Regions from separate parts of the Aedes aegypti genome. Here region 2 is linked to region 1. The links are chromatin contacts, called in public Hi-C maps. All regions are on one chromosome and are shown on one strand. Each heading gives the region's core, a stretch centred on a gene start, on an enhancer-like site or on the middle of the called end of the contact. The rest is flanking DNA. Distances are from core to core; before and after follow the strand shown. Region 1 holds the start of LOC5576030 (CD109 antigen). Region 2 overlaps LOC5576030 (CD109 antigen).

Region 1 (4,657 bases), core at 1,270-3,769:
GCATCAACTGTGCTCTCTGAACAATTTCTTCAAAGTTGGCGTAGCTTGCTTTATTAATATTTAATTCTAAAGTTTGCTAGATCAAATCATTGTCTTCTCTTCAAAATCTTGAGGAAAAATGGAACTCACTTCATCAAATCATGTGAATCTTTAATAGTTAGCCCAAAATATCCAAGTTAAACTGATAATACGAAATATAGAGAACAACCAATGAAGATTCTCGTGTTTAGGTGAAGATGAAAACCGTATCTCAAAATTTCAAGAGCACAAATCTGCTAGACATAATTCCTTATTTTGTTATTATGTCGTTTCTGGAATCAATAAAGATAATACCGCAAAGTGCTGTTATATTGATATTTGTCCATTTTGCTATCTATTTCAATTATGATTTTTCAATTTCAATTTTCCAGGATTTCATGAAAATATCGTGAATTCCAAGCGTTACTTCAGGATTTTATTCAGGAGCTTACTTACATATATGTCCAGTTTGATTTTTGTTCTGAGAATATACAGGAAATTCTCCAAAAATTATGAAGATCATTATCTAAGATTTGTGAATCCATAAAATCCATGGAAGCAGAACTTTCAGGAATTTAATTTGAAGGAATCTGATCGATAATTATTTGATAGTTTGTGTGATTACTTGGAAGGTTAGTAGGACATCTTCCCGTAGATCGAGCTAAAATAAAAAGGTTAATTTAAATCCTTTTTTTAATTGTTTGTAAGAACAATATGTGTTATGTCTATTATTTATTAGTTCATTTCATTCATTTCGCCATGATTTATTTGGTTTTTCGATAGTTTTGTACCATTTTTTCACCAGCTCTAAAAAAAACTCGTTTATTTGTGGAATCTGCGTCGATATTGATCATTGATTACTTGGTTTTGAGAATATTCCGAAATGCTTTGAGCAGGCAATGGACATGCCCTATATCAACTGCAGCGATTTGCAGTAGACAGGATGTCCCGGGCCCGATCTATCTGACAAGCCAATCGAGCCCTCTGTCACCATAGAAGATGGTGTCTCCATCATGTCGATAGCCTGGCTTTGAGAGATCGACATCCCCTATATAGCTAAATACCTAAATACTCATCACTCAAAAATGGTTGCACCAATTTGCCTCATTTTTCACAACAGGCTCTTATCGAACTATAGTTAGAGCAAGTAACTGAACCGATTAATCTGGCATAATGGCACCCCTGCTCATGATAGAGACGAGCTGGACAGCAGGTGGGAAAATTGGGACACAATGCACCTGCTAATCCGTTCGTTCACAACAATAATTCTTTGTGATATTAAAGTGATTGGATAAAACATTTGAGCAGGTTCTGGGAGAAATATTAGAGGAGTTCCTGGACAAAGAAGTACTGGAGGAATACTTGGAAAAATACATTTAAGAATTTAAATTGGAATTTCTGAGATTTTTTTATTGAATTCCTTGATGATTTTTTCAAAGAAAGTTCTTTGACAATGGCTGTAATTTTACCTTAAAAATAAGTAGCCAAATTTCAGGAAAAAAGTCCTTCCAATAAAAAAGCATAGTAATGATCTTAATAGAGTGACGTCTTATGTATAAAAATGGTATAATCAGCTTGCGGAAGGTGTCCAAAAATGTCCTTTATGCCTGAAACTTGTGAAATTATATCTGAGGTAGTTCAACATCCGAATACATCGTTTTCTACAATTTTAAAAGTAACTTTTGCGATTGAAGGTTTCAATACGATCAGTAGATGACTCAGAATTTACTTAGCTTCTACTCAGCTTTTACTGCTTTATTATTACAAATTATCAAGTTTGAAAAGTGCATACCCATGTGCTCAGTTTTATCATATCAACTTTAAGAAAATTATCGTTAAAACTATTGCTCAGTTTATTCATACGACCTAAAACATAAACTCTGCCAAACAAACCAATCGACATGGCCAGGATTTTTTCTGGAAAACGACTGGAAGGTCAGGGAAAGTCAGGGAATTTTATTTTCAAAATTCGGTCGACACCCTGTTCTAGATATTTTGAGCATTTAATTTTACCATGGCGTTTCAACAGAAAAAATACCATTTTATGTTTAAAAATATGCAACGTGAACGCTTACGCACGGGGCTATCGATGCAATTGGATTGAGGAGGAACAAAACGCGCATCAAAAAGCGTGCATGATTAGTCAATCTTTTTTGGAATAGCAAATTTAAAAACTTCACGGTTCACGGTTCGTACCACTTCATCGTTCATTTTAGTTTATGGTTCTCTAACTCAATATCGAGTTACGGAATTTTGACTGTATTTCAAAAAAATTCAAACAAAGATCGATAGGTCAAAACAACAAGCATTATTCTTATTTCAATGCGAACATTTTCCTATCCGTTATATTTTTATAATGTATATATTGACAGACACCCTATTGCACAGCACAAAACATAAACATTCTCACATCTCATCGGACTCACCCATCATCATATCGTGAGCCAAAGCCGTTCACTTTCTCGCACAGCCGGTTGCCCGTTCGCTGTCTGTTGCCTCAGTCGGCGACGAGATTCCGTACGTAACGGTTTAGTTTATTTCTCCTGCGAGTTAGTATCGAGCCTTCGACGGCAGTGCCGTTGTTATTAGGCTACTGTTGCATCGGTAGACGCTTTTGTGTTGTGTTGTTATTCCCCGTATCGTAAACGCACACCGCTGACCAGAGCGGGAACGAAAAGGTGTGCGTTACTTTACGGTTGCAGGCTGCTCTCCTCGGAAACCGTGGAGCATTTTGGCCAGTTCTCGCGTAACAATTCAAAAGGGCCAATCCTCAGATCGTTGACTCTGAGAAAATTCGATTTGAATATTATTCACCACATTTTCGATTCCTATTTTTCAGTATTCAAATCAATCAATGTGATTTCTTGCTAGTTGAGTGACGATTCACTATTACTACATGCTAATAATCGATTTTATTCTGAAAACTGACAAATATGTGGAAAAAATGATGAGTTTAAATGCTTGGCCCATTTTCGATTTTCATCAAGGCATGGGCCTTTTTTATTGGCCAAAATAGAATTTTATTAGCGTGCTTGGCCCAAGGCTAGGCCTTTTCGGTTTTTAATGAATGAGCAAGAGAGAGTCATTGGCCTCTCATCATGCTAAGGCCAATGACAGTTTGCGAAATTTTCCGATTGTAGGCCCTCTTGATGGAGCGAGAACCAATCATTGGCCTTTTCGAGCGGGGGCCAATGAATGATTTGGAAAAAAGTGGTTATTGGCCGTTTTGAAAACCGAGTTTATAACGGTAAGTTTTATGATTATGTTGACAATGTTTGCATAGTTTGTGGGTGGTGGGAGATGCTATCGAATGGTATCAAAACCCGATTTGTTTACAATTTGATCATTGGCCCTTTAGAATTGTTACGCGAGAGTTCAGCATTGTTTTGAGAGTGTGTGGAGTGTGGCTTAAAATTTAAAATTCCCGTCTTGTGCGCCCGACGGTGATTCAGTGTGGTGGTAGTTAAGCCAGTGGTTAAGTCAAAAAGGCAGCTTGTGGTGTGGCTTAATATCGTGTAGTTACCAGCTATTAATTGTTTATCATTTACTAGCGATTTCGGTGGTGATTTCAAGACGCGGTAATCTTTTGGAAAGCTAAGTGCAGTGAGCAACCCGTAATGAGAGAAGAGCAAACAAAATTGGAAGAAGCTGGATCGAATTTAAGTGATTTCTAAAATAAGGGAGGTTCCCTTACGAGCTAGCTGAAGCGTGGATAACTTGGCCCCACTTTGGACAGACCCCGCAGCACACCAACACAAACAGGTAGGAGTGTTGATCATAAGGCAACATCTTTGCACTGTTTTTGAAATTTATGGATAGATCTCCACGTATCAACTCTGGGCGTTAACCAATGAAGCTGAAAATTTCAAAAATCAAATTCAACATTGAAGCACCCATATCAAATAAAAATGTATTGCAATAGATAAAACACTGTTTTTCTCCATTGATGCCACCTGTTGATTCATACACCTTTAGGGAGGTTTTCTCAAAAGAATGTTACCACAGGGGCGTGGATCACTCTCACATGCAAGTGAGAGGTGATCATGTTATGCTGAATTTATTGATATTTCAATTGAGAATCATTCTGTTTGCCGTTAAATTTTATGATATCATCAAGAGATTAGTTTTGAGTCTTGCTCTAATATCAAAGCAAAGTCAGTTTTCTATTCTATTCATTAGCTGTTGTAAACCTGACAGGTTGTGCATTTCAAAGGTAGCAGCATTACTCATGCTTCCACCAATACTTCGGTCCGATGCGGTGCGATCTTCTGATGGAAGTCAATTTGCACAACCACCTTGACCGATCACAATCATCTCATACGGACGGGCGATGGAACTGAACGCTAGCTGTGCTGTTAGATATCCACTTTTAAGGCGTATCCAATACCAATACCAAAGCTAAAGATTGATATTGTCTTCACTGAGAGAGATGGGTGGTAACGTCAGTAAAGATCAACAACATAAATACACGCAGCATTGGTACTTCTTGCCGACTGACGTAATTATGCTTATCGTGTCTCTCGAGGAATTTGGCGGTTATCGTTCATAAACTGGTTCTCGCGGATCGAATGTCACAAATTTGCCTTTTGCAAAAAATCCGCAATCCAAATTGGCATCCTATCAACGCTGTCTAATATAA
Region 2 (4,657 bases), core at 1,274-3,773, 60 kb after region 1:
GAAACTAGGCAAAATTTACAACAATAAATTTCTCCTGTGCAAAGTATCACACATGTACTTTACCCTCTATCGTTATATTAGTAGACGGTTGAAAGTCATTTCATTACACTTAACACGTATTTTCCGGAATCTATTTGATTTTTCCACAAAATTTTCATTTTTTTTCTGTACGGTGTCTAAAACATCGAAAATGGGAGTGAGATTCTTTTTAAATACAGCATCGCTGAAACATCAAACAAGTCTACTTGAATATTCCGTGCATTGAATAACAATGCAACGCATTTTGACAACTTCTCAAACCAGCAACTATGTTTTGTGCGCAGCAACATCGTAAAATATTATCAAACGGATGGTTTTTGGAATTTAATAGAAACATCTCACGGAAGTACAAATGAGTTGGAACGCTGAAATACCGGGATTATGACATCTGCATGAAATATATTGATCGTGGAATGTCGCACCGAAATTTAACTATTTGCGAAGGTTTAAAATAATCACTGTTTCAGTACACCATTGGGAAAACTGAATAGGCGTTATGACAATGGATATGAGATTTTGAAGACCATTTGAGGGAAAAAACAAAAAAAATGTAAACTTGAGGATAAATGTTGGGTTCACATATCTTTTCTCATAGCTTTTCAATTTTTTGGTATAATCGTTCTTTTAAGTGGGTTTATCATATTTGTGAAACATCTTATATATATTTTTGTCCTGTTTGCATCGTATTTCATCAATATTTTTCAGCTATGAATGGTTTTGCAATCATATTCTCAAAAACAAGTTATTTCAATTACAGTGACCCAATGTCAACCCCTCTATGGGATGAGATTGGGTCATTTTTCATTCACTTGTGGTGCCGCTGTGAATAAATATTGTTCTTTGATTTTTCGAGCAGTTGTTAATGTACCATCAAAGTACATACACACCAAATTTGAAATTTATTGGAGTTAAATTGCGATAGCTTTTCAATAAATAAATCGTACATATCCCTTTTTGATCCATTGTCACCCCCAACGACGGAATACGAAATGGAGTAGCATTTTCTGTTATACTCGTTCTTCCCGATTTCGACTCCTATATTCCTGTGATTGCTACCTGATCCTAGTTTTGTTACGACATCCACGTCCCAAGACATTCATAAAATTATCTCAGATAGTCTGATCGCCAAACTTAGGCTTGTTTGTACGATGATTCGTCAAAAATGATACAGTGATTGCGAGTAATGTTCACGTATGCTGCAATACTTCAGTAAGTAGTATTTAAAAGATGGAAATGGAGATTTCGAAAAAAAAACTTCGAGTTTGATCTGTTTTAGAAAATGTTTAGATCTGATGTTATCTGTGTTTCTGTACCTAATCTACACACTCAATCTGTTCGTAAACATAACTGGGTTTTTTAAACTACAAAAAAAAACAGTAAACTAAAAAAAATGTCAGAAATCGAAAAACAGAGATTTTTTACTGAAATTTTGCAGGGAGCTTTCTTTCTACATCATATATTGATAAAAAATCAAACATGGTGAAATTTGCTTTTTAATTACGCGTGGCGACAGTTTCCATTTTACTGACTCTTTCGGTAGTTCCAAAAACCAGTAAAATTTTACCGACCCCAGTAATTTAATCTAAGTGTGTATGTGTGAAGTGACTTGAGATCAGTACAGTAGTTCAAAAATGTGAATCTCATCAAGTAGCCTATGTTGGGTGCATGAATTTTCTAAATCGTTAGTGTCATTGAAGGCTATATTGCTGTGTACATTTGAAATGCAAATATCAAATGCGGGAACACCAAATGCGGTAAGATTTTCAACAAGGAAGGCGAAGTCAAAATTTGATTTTCTTTGCTAGGTTGGCGGTGATATGCATCATGGTTGCTAAGTATCCTTTGGTTACTTGGTGTTACCGCATTTGAAGTTCAGTTAGACTGGATTTGCACGTCAAACGCAAACAGCAATAAATGCGGGAAATGCAGCGGAAAATAGAACATTTTTCTACAGTAATTTTGGGTTGCCCTTAGCAACGGGTTTTTTGCAATTTTCAAGGCTCTTTGCCTACAGCAGCGATGGGCGTGATTTTCACTGACTTCGCTTCGCTGACTGCGATTGGCTTTGTTTGACTACTGTAGAATGAATTTCAGATTTTTTCCCAGCCCTGCTTGAGATAAATTGATTCACAATTTTTTTTTTTGGATGTTATAGAAATATCAGATGTTGGGTCTCGACAATTACTTCAACAAAATCTATAAACAAAATTGCATTAATTCGATACCACAAGTTTGTCTCGACTCTTTCGATCAGTGATTCTTTCAATCGATAACGATTGACCACAGCAGTCACAATCCATCCGAGTTAAACTCGAAAATTCCCTATACCTACATAAGTTTGCTTACGCAAAGTGACCTACGCCCCTACTCATTGGACAAGCGATTCCAGCACGATGATTCATTCATTCATCATTAACTAACCGTTGCGCTTCATGCCTGTCCCAACCTCATCGTCACACTTCACGTTAACACTACGACACCCACAATACAGGCAGCATTAGAGTCATCAGCGTTACACGCTCAGCAGAGAGGTCTCGTTTTGCATAGACCTACGACAAGCAAATCAATGAACTTCAAAATTTAAACAAAGCTTCAGTCGGACAATTTGAATGCCATGGAACTTTAATGTTGTGACGACAGTCCGAATGTCCTATTGTCCGGCAATCGGTATTGTGACAGTTGAACAAAATTTAATGTTCGACTAATTTTGCTCACCCGTCAACTGTGCAATGGGTCTGCGGATAGACCGCTGTAGAACGGAAACATGCAATGGGGAACCCGCCATCTCACAGCGCAATCATCCATCAACCGAAAAATTGCTACGTTCTGATGGTTCTGGAGCTCTATTGCGGAGGTGGCGGGAAGAAGTTTGGCAATTGATATAGAATGTGCTGATGCTTTGCCTCAGGTATAGATAGAATATTAGGGATGGGTGGTGTCACGATTGCAGTGGGCAGTACAAAATGCGTGTCATAAATAATTATCAGTTGAGTGTGGTTTCTTTTTCTGGATACGTAGTTCGGTATTGTATTTCGCCACCAAACCCTGACGAAAAACAGACACCGGAATATCGGTTGCCCTGTCGATTGATGTACTGCTTTCATTCAACAACCGCGAACCTATCCAGTCAAAATGCTAATTTAATTTACTGCTCCGTGTAGGGTGAAAAATGGGAAACGATTAATTTCTCTAGAGATTTGAATTAATTTAGTCGAAGATAAAGATGAAGAAAGTAAGACAAATAGACGTAAGTGTAAGAAAAATGTTCGTCCAAAGCAAATCGCCACGCAGAAGGTGCAAGTGAAAGAACATAAGAAAACTTAAAAGATTTAAAATTATGGATTAAACGTGGTACTACAATTTTCTACAGAGTTTCGTCTGTTTGCCTGTCGAATAATTGCAGATTTACTTCAATCCTAATTTATATTTAAATCGTTTTCTAGTATACTTATATTAATTCCTTTTTTCTCCCATCTGCTTTCAGAACTCATCAAAATAGCGACCACGGCGGCAGCATGACCCGTCGGTGGCATCCGACCTGGTCGGGTGTGCTCCTGCTGTTATTCGGCTTCCCTTCGATTCTAACCTGGGCCCAACAGCAACAGAATCCCAACGACGTGCCACGATACAATCCACTCGATCCGTTCAATCGACAACGATACAATCCTACCTCAAGCAATTTCCAGCCTCAGTCAAACCCAACCGCGAGCAACGATCCTCGGAATCCAAGCTTTGGCAGTCGAGATTTCTACGGGACCGACTCGAACAGCATCGACAATCGGTTCGATCCCAGCCGTGGCGATCGCGATCGTGATCGAGATGTACTATTCCAATCGACGACGCCTCGGGAGTTTCCTGGTACGCGATTCGGCACAACCCCTCGACCGAGAACATTCAATCCGCAGAGCAACAGAAATGTTTTCCTGGACCAATCCAACAATCCGTTGAATAAGGAGATCACGTACTTTGTCGTGGCATCCCGCATGGTCCGTCCCGGTCAGATTTACAAGGTATCGGTGAATCTGCTGGAGGCGCAACATCCTATGGCTGTACGCGCTAGTATCTCCCGTGACGGCGTAGAACTTAGTAGCGAACTGAAATCGGTACGCGTTGGTATCCCGGAAACGCTACTTATGCGTATCCCTCCGACCAGCGTAGTCGGCGACTATAAACTACGAGTGGAAGGTTCTTACGAAAACACCTTCGGCGGGTACATTTTCGTGAACGAGACCAAACTGACTTTCTCGCAACGATCAATGACGATCTTCATTCAAACGGACAAACCGGTCTACATGCAGGGAGAAATGGTGCGATTCAGAACGATCCCGATTACTACTGAACTGAAAGGCTTCGACAATGCCGTCGATGTCTACATGCTCGATCCTACTGGACACATCATGCGGCGATGGCTGTCTAGGCAATCCAACTTGGGATCTGTTAGCTTAGAGTACAAACTGTCTGATCAACCGATGTTCGGTGAATGGAGAATTCGTGTGATTGCCCAAGGTCAAATCGAGGAAGGAAAATTCAGTGTGGAGGAATATTATCAGACGAGATTTGAAGTGAACGTAACCATGCCTGCTTTCTTCTTCCAAACCGATCCGTTCATTCACGGGAA

The links. A called contact is a pair of places that touch in the nucleus more often than the background predicts.
Region 2: a Hi-C map of whole pupa shows a contact between it and region 1, with 1.7 times the contacts expected there. The contact joins the enhancer-like site here to the promoter of LOC5576030 in region 1. A contact is called at or near these places in 2 of 2 Hi-C or Micro-C datasets (whole body and whole pupa).

What each region holds. Positions count from the first base shown.
Region 1 is chr2:384,303,273-384,307,929 of AaegL5.0, forward strand. LOC5576030 (CD109 antigen) reads left to right here and starts at 2,520. Exons shown (of 9, transcript XM_021846922.1): 1 at 2,520-2,567; 2 at 3,570-3,780.
Region 2 is chr2:384,363,473-384,368,129 of AaegL5.0, forward strand. It overlaps LOC5576030 (CD109 antigen), which reads left to right. Exons shown (of 9, transcript XM_021846922.1): 3 at 3,524-4,657. The coding sequence starts at 3,555. Among protein-coding and RNA genes, the nearest start is that of LOC5576031, 16 kb to the right of the region's middle. Within about 2 kb of position 2,524, at least 2 of the 3 cell types and tissues checked have open chromatin away from gene starts, as enhancers often do.